Regions from separate parts of the Gossypium hirsutum genome. Here region 2 is linked to region 1. Evidence: chromatin contacts called from public Hi-C data. All regions are on one chromosome and are shown on one strand. The core of a region is the stretch at or near the end of the contact, and the rest is flanking DNA. Distances in the headings are between cores, read along the strand shown.

Region 1 (5,093 bases), core at 1,396-3,895:
ATAAAATTCTACCAAAAATTCAGAACTTACTTTTTTTGGTACAATTGTGATTTGAACCAAGCTATTCCCAGGGAAGGGGATCGTTCGGCCAATAGGTCACAACTTGGGGTTCCAAAAATTCAATACTTAATTTTTCAACATTTTAATTGTTTAGTTGATCAAACAACACTTAAGGCTTTGCTTGAACCTAAAAGGTAGCATGTATACATTCATGATACTAAAAGCCAACTTGTAACCAGACATTAAGGTTTAAAAGACTCAACCAGAGGTGAAACTGATCAGACTTCCAATTCTAGTCCAACCAGTTGAACCGACCGCTTCAAAATAGTTTTTTTTTTTTTCTTTTGTCTTTAATATTGAAAAAGTTTTGATTATAGTTTTTCCTTATACATTTAAGTTTACCAGGATCTGATTATTGATCACTAGAACTAAAAGTGTAGCACTCTACAAATAGACCACATAGTTATTGGCAATATAAAATATAGCTAATAATTAACAAAAGTATGTTTTTGATTTAATAGTATAGATTTCAACATAAAATTAAGAGGTTAGGGAAAAAAACAAACAAAAAGAAGATAAAACCGATTTTTAACCGGTTCAAACGGTTTTGTGCTTGTTTGGTTACTAAGTGACTTCATATGCTAGCTGAAGCCGACAGTCCACCAGCTCACCGACCAGTCCAAATTTTTTAATCTATGCTAGACATCTCCTCCCCCCCCCCCCCCACTCTCTTCCCCCCTCTCCTCCCCAACAAAATGCTTAGTAGAACATCAAGTAACTATTATCAGTTTTGAAGGTGCTTGTCAATAAAAGATGTCCGGTAATACAGAGAAGAGTGAGAACTCAGAAAATAAATGCAGTTAATATGCATCGTGACACTGAGAATACAACCCATCAGAAAAGCCTTTTATGGCAATCAACATTCACCCTCCCTACAATAAACATGCGAACATGCAATACATATTGAGTTCCTGAAGAAGTAGATATGGTGACTTACGGGATCAGGATTACACACTGCACTTTGGCTACTGCCACCTTCACAGGTCCAGCTACCATCCTCATTTATAGAAATGAACCCTGCTAGATTCTGGACAGAAATAACTGTTGCTTCTCTGCACATATGGATCAAAACTTCAAGAAGTAAAATAAAAAAGCACCAGAAAGTTTACATCAACGGAAACTCCAGTGATTACATAATTTTGCAACATTAAACAGAGATAAGAAATAAGAAAAAGAACTTTAAAATACTAAAAATCCCATTCTCAATGATATTAGCATCTTTGTACGCAATTTAAACAAGGCAATTATAGCTTTTATAAAATATATATAACTAATAGCTACTAAAACATACTCAAAGCAAATGCAATGAAGCTGGCAAAGCATAAACACCTTACCTTTTAGTAACAAGAACAATATCGATATTCTGTCGAGAGCCAGTGTTGACATCCGGAATGTGAAGCCCCACATACACCTTTCCACCATGAAGCTTTTCAAGTCTACAATGAAGATGCATCAAAAGAAGCAATTAGTAGAGGAGTGGAGGGATTTGATTACGGCCACTTAGAACTTACCGAAATACTCCGTTTTAAATTTAACTTTAATGTCAATTTTGGTCGCAAATAAGCTAACAAAATAACCTAAGACTATGTTTGATTGTTGCTTCTGCTACTTGAATTGTGCTACACAAAAGAGAGAGAGAATTAACACAAAATCCCGCTCCATATAACAGTAAAATCATGGACTTCGTTATTCAAAAGATCTGAAAATCAATTTTTAATTCTTCACATTCAAACGCATTAATCCTTTTCACTCACAAAGCCCAATAGCAAGTTGATAAAAGCAACAACAAAAGAAGTGTCAATTTACAACATTTTTTCCATGGGAAAGAAGTAAACACTACTTCAAAACTCATTCTAAGAATTCAATTCTCCATGAAACCAAACAAACCTTTACAACTTAATACTTGCACAATCAAGCTCAGCTCAGAAACAAGCTCTACTAAAATCAAGAAAGTATCGCTCTCATTTTTATTTTATTTTATTTTTTTTGGGGGGGGAGAATTTATTAGAAAATCATGAAAATAGAAAAAAGTTGAAAGAGTAAAAGTAGCACCTATTGGCGACGGAGAAAATAGCATTAAAATCAGAGGTTTCGAACTCCAAAACGTCGTCGGAGCCGTAGAAGAAGCGGCGGAACAAGCGGTAAAAGACAAGTCCACAGATGATCTCCACCCACATGGTGGACTCCTTTCTAATTTTGTCGCCGTAAAATATAAAACTTGAAAATGAAAATGAAATTGAAATTGAAATTGGAAGTTCCAACACAAATAAACGCCACAGCCACAGCCACAGCCACAGGATCCTATTTCCTTCTTATCTTCTCTTCTTTCTTTAGAAGTAAAAATTGACGGGATTTTAACGTGGGAGTAAAAGCGACGCCGTGTTGACTACCGCTTCTCTGTTAGGAGAGAAAGGGCTGACCACCGGATCAGCTTAACGCCTTAACCACTAAGCAAGAAAACAATGTTTCTTTATTCTAGCTAGTTGGTAACCTAACGTAAGGGGGGTCTTTTTATTTTGTTCACTTAAAATTAATTCCTTGCAATTTGGTCGCTTTCGTTCATCACACAATACTTAAATCTCATATATTTAGCTCGAATAGATCGATAACCATGAAGCTGAAAAGAATAAAAAGAAGGGTCCAGTTGATTTTGTTTTTGGATAATAAGGGTTAAATGGGATGAATTTTTTTTTAAAGCTTAATTGTATTTTTTTTAAAGCTTAATTGTATTTTTACTTTTTTACTAAGGGTTTTTTTAACCTTTAAGTTAATAAATTATTAAATTTTTTATCCGTTAATAATATCAACTAATTTGTTATTATAATAATAAATTTAATTAATTTAATCTCTATTTAAATTTTAAAATTTTATTTTATATTTCGAGATTATCCTTAACGAAATCAATTAAACTTAAACTTGTTTTGATAATATAAACATGAGTAAAAAATAATTACAATTAATTAAATTTATTTGTTCTTTGTTTGGGAAAAAAGTAATGAAAAAATATGAGCTTTATTTGGAATTGAATATAAAATTAATTAATTGCTTAATATCTTAGCATAGAAGATTCAATATCATATAATAAAAAAATTGGCTTAATATAATATTTGGTACTTGAAATTGACATTTTTTTTCTAATTTGGTACAAACTTTTTTTTGTCCAATTTCGTACCCAAACTTAACACTTTTTCTTAATTTGGTACCTAAACTTGACTTTTTTTCTTAAGTTGATACTTAATCTGTTTGGGGGTCTAATTTGATACCTGAACTTGACTCTTTTTCTTAATTTGGCACCTAATCTTTTTTTTTGTTCGGTTTGGTACTTAAACTTGTCAAACATTTTACAAATTACTCCAATATACTAACAATGTTATTTTTTATGAGGTAGCAAAAATAATCAATGTATGACCAACATATGACACATAATATGATATTTTTTTTGTATTTTATATGTTCGATTACTTTTAGTTTTATTTTTTAATTAATTATTTTATTAATTGAAAATAATGAATTTCTTTTCATTTAGATTTTTTAAAACTCTTTTTTTCTTATTTAATATTAATTCGTTAAGCATAGCTCAATTCCTATTTTTTTAACATGAATTTCCTCCAACGCTGACTATATTTTTGTAGCATAACAAAAAAAATAAATTTAACACTGTTAGTGTTTTTATAACACCTCATACTCAGCCTAGACGTTATGAACAAATCCTAAGGAATTACATACGTACTTTGAAAAACAAAAACCTAAAATTTGAAAACATTTCGTAGAAGTATACTCGATAATGGTATTTCCAATTTTTAAAGTAAAATTACCTTATTCGGTTACTTCATTTAAATTCCAGAAAAACATACATAAAATTACTTATTTTTTGCAGCGAAAACCTTAAGTTAAAACAGAATTTTGAAAATCATAATTTGATTTTGAAGTTCAATGCATTGCAGTTTGAATTAAAATAATCTAAAACATTATAGTAGTTCAAAATGAAAAATAAAATCCAAAATATAAACAGTCCTCAAAAGTCTAAAAACTATCCAATGGAAAATAATATTTAAACTAAACAAAATAATTAAAAAAAGACCAACAATTTTTAACCGAGCTGCCGCCACATCGATCCGTCCTAAGTCTATTGGTTACTTGAAAGAAAAGAAAATAGAAAGTGAGCTTACGGCTCAGTGTGTAACACATCTCAAACAACAAATCATACACATATAAATTAACAGATAATATTTCAATTTATGCTCAGATACAAAATCAGATATATTTTCATTAATAGAAGTAGATGCAGAATCAGACCCTACCCCCATCTACTGCACACCATCCCCGTCCATCCTTACACACCAATTAGAGTTTCAAGTACTCATCCAACCCCATACACCAATAAGTGAGCGTATGTCACTTTTCAGAAGTAGTGCAATCAAGCTGCCGATTAATAATATGGGGTAAATCGCTAGAAGCATATATATGTGGCTGAGCCACTAGAACATATTTATGTGGTTTTAAACCACCAGATAAGGCAGATAATTAAAATGCCAACACTTCATCCGCCATATCACATCCCAACCCAATGCACGTGTACATACTAACAAAAATTCAATATACAAATGTCATGCATGTTTTTTGTATGTAATCATGCTTTCAGAATTGTTAGTACACAAATCATACATATATAATTCACATACCTTAATCATATCGCATATAGAAGCATGCTAACAGATATCATATTTTCAAGTCTTATTTAAGCAGTATGGACCCTACAAAGAGTCTAAATATGAATCACAGATCAAATTGGCCTTAAGTGACAATTTTTAGAAAATGGGCCCACGCGGCCCAAATAACCCAGACTGTGTGGGTACACGGTTGTGTGGCTCACATGGTCTGGCACACGGTCATGTGGCTCATACGGTTTGGCACACGACCGTCGGACTCACACAGCTGTGTGTGTAACGCCCCCACGCCCGAAACCGTCGCCGGAGTCAAGCTTGAGGAGTTACCGAATATAATTTATCAAATTAAGAACTTCAAATCTTTTG
Region 2 (5,093 bases), core at 1,032-3,531, 430 kb before region 1:
GACACATTACATTCCAAGGGAAGAATGGATGTTCAAATCTTGGACGCAATCTTATTGGAAGAGATAGTCATGAACCCAAATATGAATTGTAAAACAACATTAAACAAGGTCATTGTAATATGGTGTTCTTAAGTAAAAATATAAATGAAATGGAGGAATGGAAATTGAAATAAATATCATTTTACAGAGAATCATGGGGTTGGATTGATCAATAATCTGGAGCTGTAATTGTATTGCCATCCAAAACTACACGAGAGGCATGAGCAACCTTGGGCCAATCCTCTCCGATTTCTTGTTGGCATCTTTGACTAAAAAGAATACAATCTTCAATCTTCAATTGTTTGAAGCGTTTCATGGTTTTTGGTAGAGTTCATAATTTTGGGCAACACTTGATCTCAAGTTTTTCAAGTGATGTGAGATTGTGCCACTCTGCTAAAGTTGTGAGGTTCTCACATCCTGTAATGATTAAGTTCTTTAAAGTGTTGGCGGATCCCCGTAAAAGCCATTGGGGTAGAGCCTTCAACTTTGGCAAATCTGCGATGTACAATGATTGAAGGCTGAAACATGTATCAACGAGGTATTCTTCATTATAATCTTCTTTCTCTTTGAGTCCCTGTCCCGTACTCAAATCAAGCTTTTCGCAAGCCCCAATAACTAGAGATTGTAATGCAGCTACGTATTTCAAGCCATGTGGTAGTGGTACCAATTTTTTGCAATCAACAATCCATACTGTATGAAGAGATGTGAGCTTCTGAATCCCATCAAACAAATACTCCAGATTTTCACAGCCATAAATAGCTAAAACTCGAAGGGATTTCAAGTGTTGTAATCCATGACCATGAAGATCTCGTTGTTTTGTAGCTAATAACAAAAATCTGAGACTGATCATGTACCTGATATTCTTAGGCAACTCTTCAATTTGGTCACAACCATCTAAAAACAGAGTCTGCAAATTTTGCAACTTACAAATGGAGTTGAGAAGTTTCTTGATGTTGGGACAGTTGGAAATGTCGAGAAATCTTAAATGCTTCAAATTAACAATCCATCTGGGCAATAGCTCGAGAGTAGACCCAGAAAGATCAAGCATTCGCAAATGTTGGAACCTCTTCAAACATTTTTCAATAAAGGATTCGCTGGTTGGACCGTTTCTCAAATTTGGAAGCCTAAGCGTACGCAAATGCCCTAATTTACCAAGGAATTTGGAAGCATTTTCCTCGGAAGAATCAGAGTTAGTAAGGCATACATGTCGGATCCCTGTGGCAATATTTTGCTCAAAAGTGTTGACTATACAACACTCACTCTTTGCCACTGATAATGCAATATCATGTAAAAGATCATGAATTTTGAATGCATCAAAGAAAAATGCCAAATCATAATCTTGAAAGAAAGATCGTGGCAGCAGGTCATTCAAATACCGCTTACCAATATATTCGGGATTTTCATTTTTATGGGAGGATTCAAGAAGACCAAGTGCCATCCAAAATTGGATTAGACCAAAGCTTATAAAATCAGTATCCTTTGGATAGAGTGAGCAATAAGCAACACATTGCTTCAGCTGAGGAGACAGTTGATCGTAAGTTAGTTTCAGAATTGAAAATATTTGATTTTCCTTTTCCATTAATTCCCACGTCTCACTATCTTTAAAAACTTTCCACTCCTGCTCTGAAGTTTTGGAGAAAAGTGAACTTCCCAATGTTTTCAATATTAGAGGAACCCCTTTGCATTTCTTAACAATTTCTTCTCCAATTTCCTCAAGGTTTGGATGTTGTTTTTCTTCACCTTTCTTGAAAGCGAATTTCAGAAACAAAGATAAAGATTTGTCGTACGGAAAAGCTTCCAAATGGTGTTGGGAGATTGTGCCTGAGATCTTTGCAACTTGGTTACTCCGAGGGGTGACTACAATTTTGCTTCCGACAGCTCCTCCTGCAAACAACTGTTTCAGTTCCATCCATTTTCTATTATCCTCGCTCCACACATCATCTAAAACAAGCAAATACCTTTTAGCATTCAAGGAATATCGCAAGGCCTTCTGTAATTGCTCCAAATACATGCTTCCAAGGTCTCCATCACCACCTTTTCCGGCTTTAATGGCTTTTACTACTAATCGTTTCAGATCAAAATCATAGGAAACACACACCCACAGTTTCAACTCAAAGTGAGCATCCACAGCTTCATAATTGAAAACCAGTTTGGCAAGGGCCGTTTTTCCCATGCCTCCAATTCCAACTATGGGAAGGACGGGTATGTCTTCCTCATCAGCTGGATCATCCTGCGTCAACATCTTTACAATTCTTCATTTCTCATCATCTCTGCCAATTACCTCTGATTTCTGCACAAAGGAGTGGGTCTCCCTCTCCGAGCGCAGGCTGTGCCTTGGGGCCAACATGTCTCTGAACGAGATGAAAATTATTTTTCAAAGCAGCAATCTCATGAAATCTCTGATTTGAGTTGTTTAATCTTATGGGCCATCTTAAATCGAAAAGCAAGTGGGTTTGAGCTTGAAAAGAAATAGCTTACCTTCTTACCAATGCTCCTCTGTTTCAGAAGCTGCTTCCTCAATGCTTGAATTTCGAACTCATCTAATACATCTTCTGCATCGTAACAAGCATCCTTCAACTCTTGTAGCCAAACCCGGAGATGATTGTCATCAACCTGTTTTAGTTCAGCATCTAAAAGCACAGGTTTAATAGTAGTTAAAGTCTTTTGAAGCTTTTCAAGGTCCCTGTGAACATCCCAACCTAGGCTGATTTCTTGATAGGCAATTTTGGTTAGTTTAGAAAGGACGTTTTCAGTTATGTTGAAGGCAAAGTATTAAGCCATGACCGCTGGGAACGGGGGAATACGTCTAATTTCTGTGATGATGGGTTATTAATGGAATCAAGTAAGGAAGAGAGTGATCGAAAATGAAGAGAATAATGGACATTTAATTTTGTGAATTAAAAGATTAAATTTAAAAACATGTATGAACATAGAATAGAATTTTAAATTTACGAATGTCCGGTGCGTTTGACTATTTCTTTTCGTTGGTATAACGGTGCCTCTAACCATTATTAATAATTATATAGTCAGTAGCTAATGTACACCTATTTGATTTTTTATGTTAATTATGGTTGTCACGTACAATCTCTCACTCTAATATTTTATACAATTTTGTTATTAGACCATGTAATATATATAAATTGTTTATTTAATTTCTATACTTTAATTTGATTAAGTTTAATCTTTAAATTTTTTGATTTTTAATTTTTTTATCTTCACCCAAATGATACAATCGGTTAGATGAAATTTTGCTATTAGTTTTATATTATACTTAAGCTTTGGATTTAGTTCGCTATTAGTTTTATATTATACTTAAGCTTTGGATTTAGTTCTTATTCTCCAATTTGATTATTTTTAGTGCTTTTACTTTTTGAATTTTAAAATTTCAACCTTGATGTCCCGAATCCTTATTTAAATAAAATACACTGGTAAAATAAAATAAAAGTAAAATTCATATAGAACTACACTTATTTTATTTTAGAATAAGATTTTTTTAAACCTTATTAAACTCCATCTATTCTATATTGATTAGAATAAGATGTTTCAGTCTTACTAGAATAAGGCTTTACAAGCCTATAAATAGACATAGTCTATTCCTCTTATAATAATTCGAATTCGACATAGTATTTTTTTCTCCTCTGCCCGTGATTTTTTCCCAAAAGGGTTTCCACATAAAAATTTTTGTGTTCTTTATTTTATTTTATTTTATTTTTTCACAAATTGGTGTAGAAAGCCCATTTCGCCTGGGCTCATACACAAAATAAAACAAAAAATAAATAATAAACTAAATTATTTAAAGGATCCAATGTCCATTTACAACAGCATTTCAAAACACCAAAATTAATCCAAGCCCAATAATAAAATTTAACCCAAAATTCCATTACATCCAATTAACCCAAACGGCCTAAAACACCAAGCCAATTTTCGGCAAAAACCCTAGGTTACCCCTTGAGTCGCAGCTCCCACAAACGGCCCCACGTCACTATGTCCTCTTCCTCCATACGGCACTCCCCACGTCAGTAGAACCTGCTAGAAGAAGCCAAAAAACGACAAAAAAACAAGAAATTCAATAGCAAAGAAATAATAGAAAATATAAAAATGATATTGTAATTTCATTTTTTGTTCATTTTTTCGGTTATATAAGGCCGATTCTAAAGAAAGAAAGGGGAGGATACACATGCATATTGGAATACAGAGAAATCAAATAAATTTAGCAGAAGGTTGAGTTTATTTTTTTCAATTTATCTTGCTTTCGTTTGATTTCAAGTGTAGATTTGCTTTCTGATTGCAAAAAAATAAAAGGGAGTATTGAAACCCTTTTCGTTTTCATAGATCTATCCCTCTTATTTTTTAAAGCAGATTTAAAGTTGTTTTCATCTAGATCTTTTATTTTTTATTTTTATCTTCTTCTATTGTTGTTAATGTGTAAAAATAAAAATAAAAAGGAAAGAAAGGAACGCTTACCTAACCTTCGTGATCATGGTCGGAGTTCTCCTCCGTTGTCAGATCTAGGCCATGTTTTACGCGTTGGCCACCAAATGTGGTGGTGTAGCGAGCATTGAAGGGTAGCCTTTGAGAGGCAGAAACCCTAGTAGGGATAATGGCTATTCATTAGAAAATGACAGATAACTTTTTCAAAGAAATTTTTTTTCAGCTTTAACAACTAATGAAACGGCGCCATTCAAGGGGGAAAGGATCCGCGTGTTTCTACTCTCAGAGAAAATTGTGCAAATGGTCCCTCCTCCTTTCTGGTCCTTTCAAATCAATTCATGGTTACATCTTTTAAATTTTGCCTAATGTTTTATTTCAGTTACGTTTTGGTACTTGTTAAAACGGCGCTGTTTCAATGGTGCGGGAGTATTCCCATTTCGATCCGCGTACTTTTGCGCGTGTTTCATTTTGGTCCCTTAATCGAACATGTTTTTTTATTTTTGAAAATTCACCCCAATGCTGCCCAGATTGCAATTGAATCCTGGGCCACTTAATTTCCATATTTTCACCTTTTTTTATTTATTTCTTCATTCTTTCACACTAAATAGATTATTCATTTCTTT

Evidence for each region. A called contact is a pair of places that touch in the nucleus more often than the background predicts.
Region 2: a contact with region 1 is called in a Hi-C map of hypocotyl, with 5 times the contacts expected there. The contact joins the promoter of LOC107951744 here to the promoter of LOC107951747 in region 1. A contact is called at or near these places in 16 of 34 Hi-C or Micro-C datasets (anther, callus, fibers and 4 more).

The regions. Positions count from the first base shown.
Region 1 is chrA02:96,063,460-96,068,552 of Gossypium_hirsutum_v2.1, reverse strand. It overlaps LOC107951747, which reads right to left and starts at 2,645. Exons shown (of 7, transcript XM_016886884.2): 1 at 2,113-2,645; 2 at 1,395-1,496; 3 at 998-1,112. The coding sequence starts at 2,237.
Region 2 is chrA02:96,498,088-96,503,180 of Gossypium_hirsutum_v2.1, reverse strand. It overlaps LOC107951744 (putative disease resistance protein RGA3), which reads right to left and starts at 2,281. Exons shown (of 1, transcript XM_016886883.2): 1 at 371-2,281. The coding sequence starts at 2,281. The coding sequence ends at 371. LOC107951746 (a long non-coding RNA gene) reads left to right here and starts at 4,077. Exons shown (of 2, transcript XR_001698573.1): 1 at 4,077-4,259. It overlaps LOC107951745 (a long non-coding RNA gene), which reads right to left. Exons shown (of 2, transcript XR_001698572.2): 1 at 4,504-5,093; 2 at 3,813-4,065.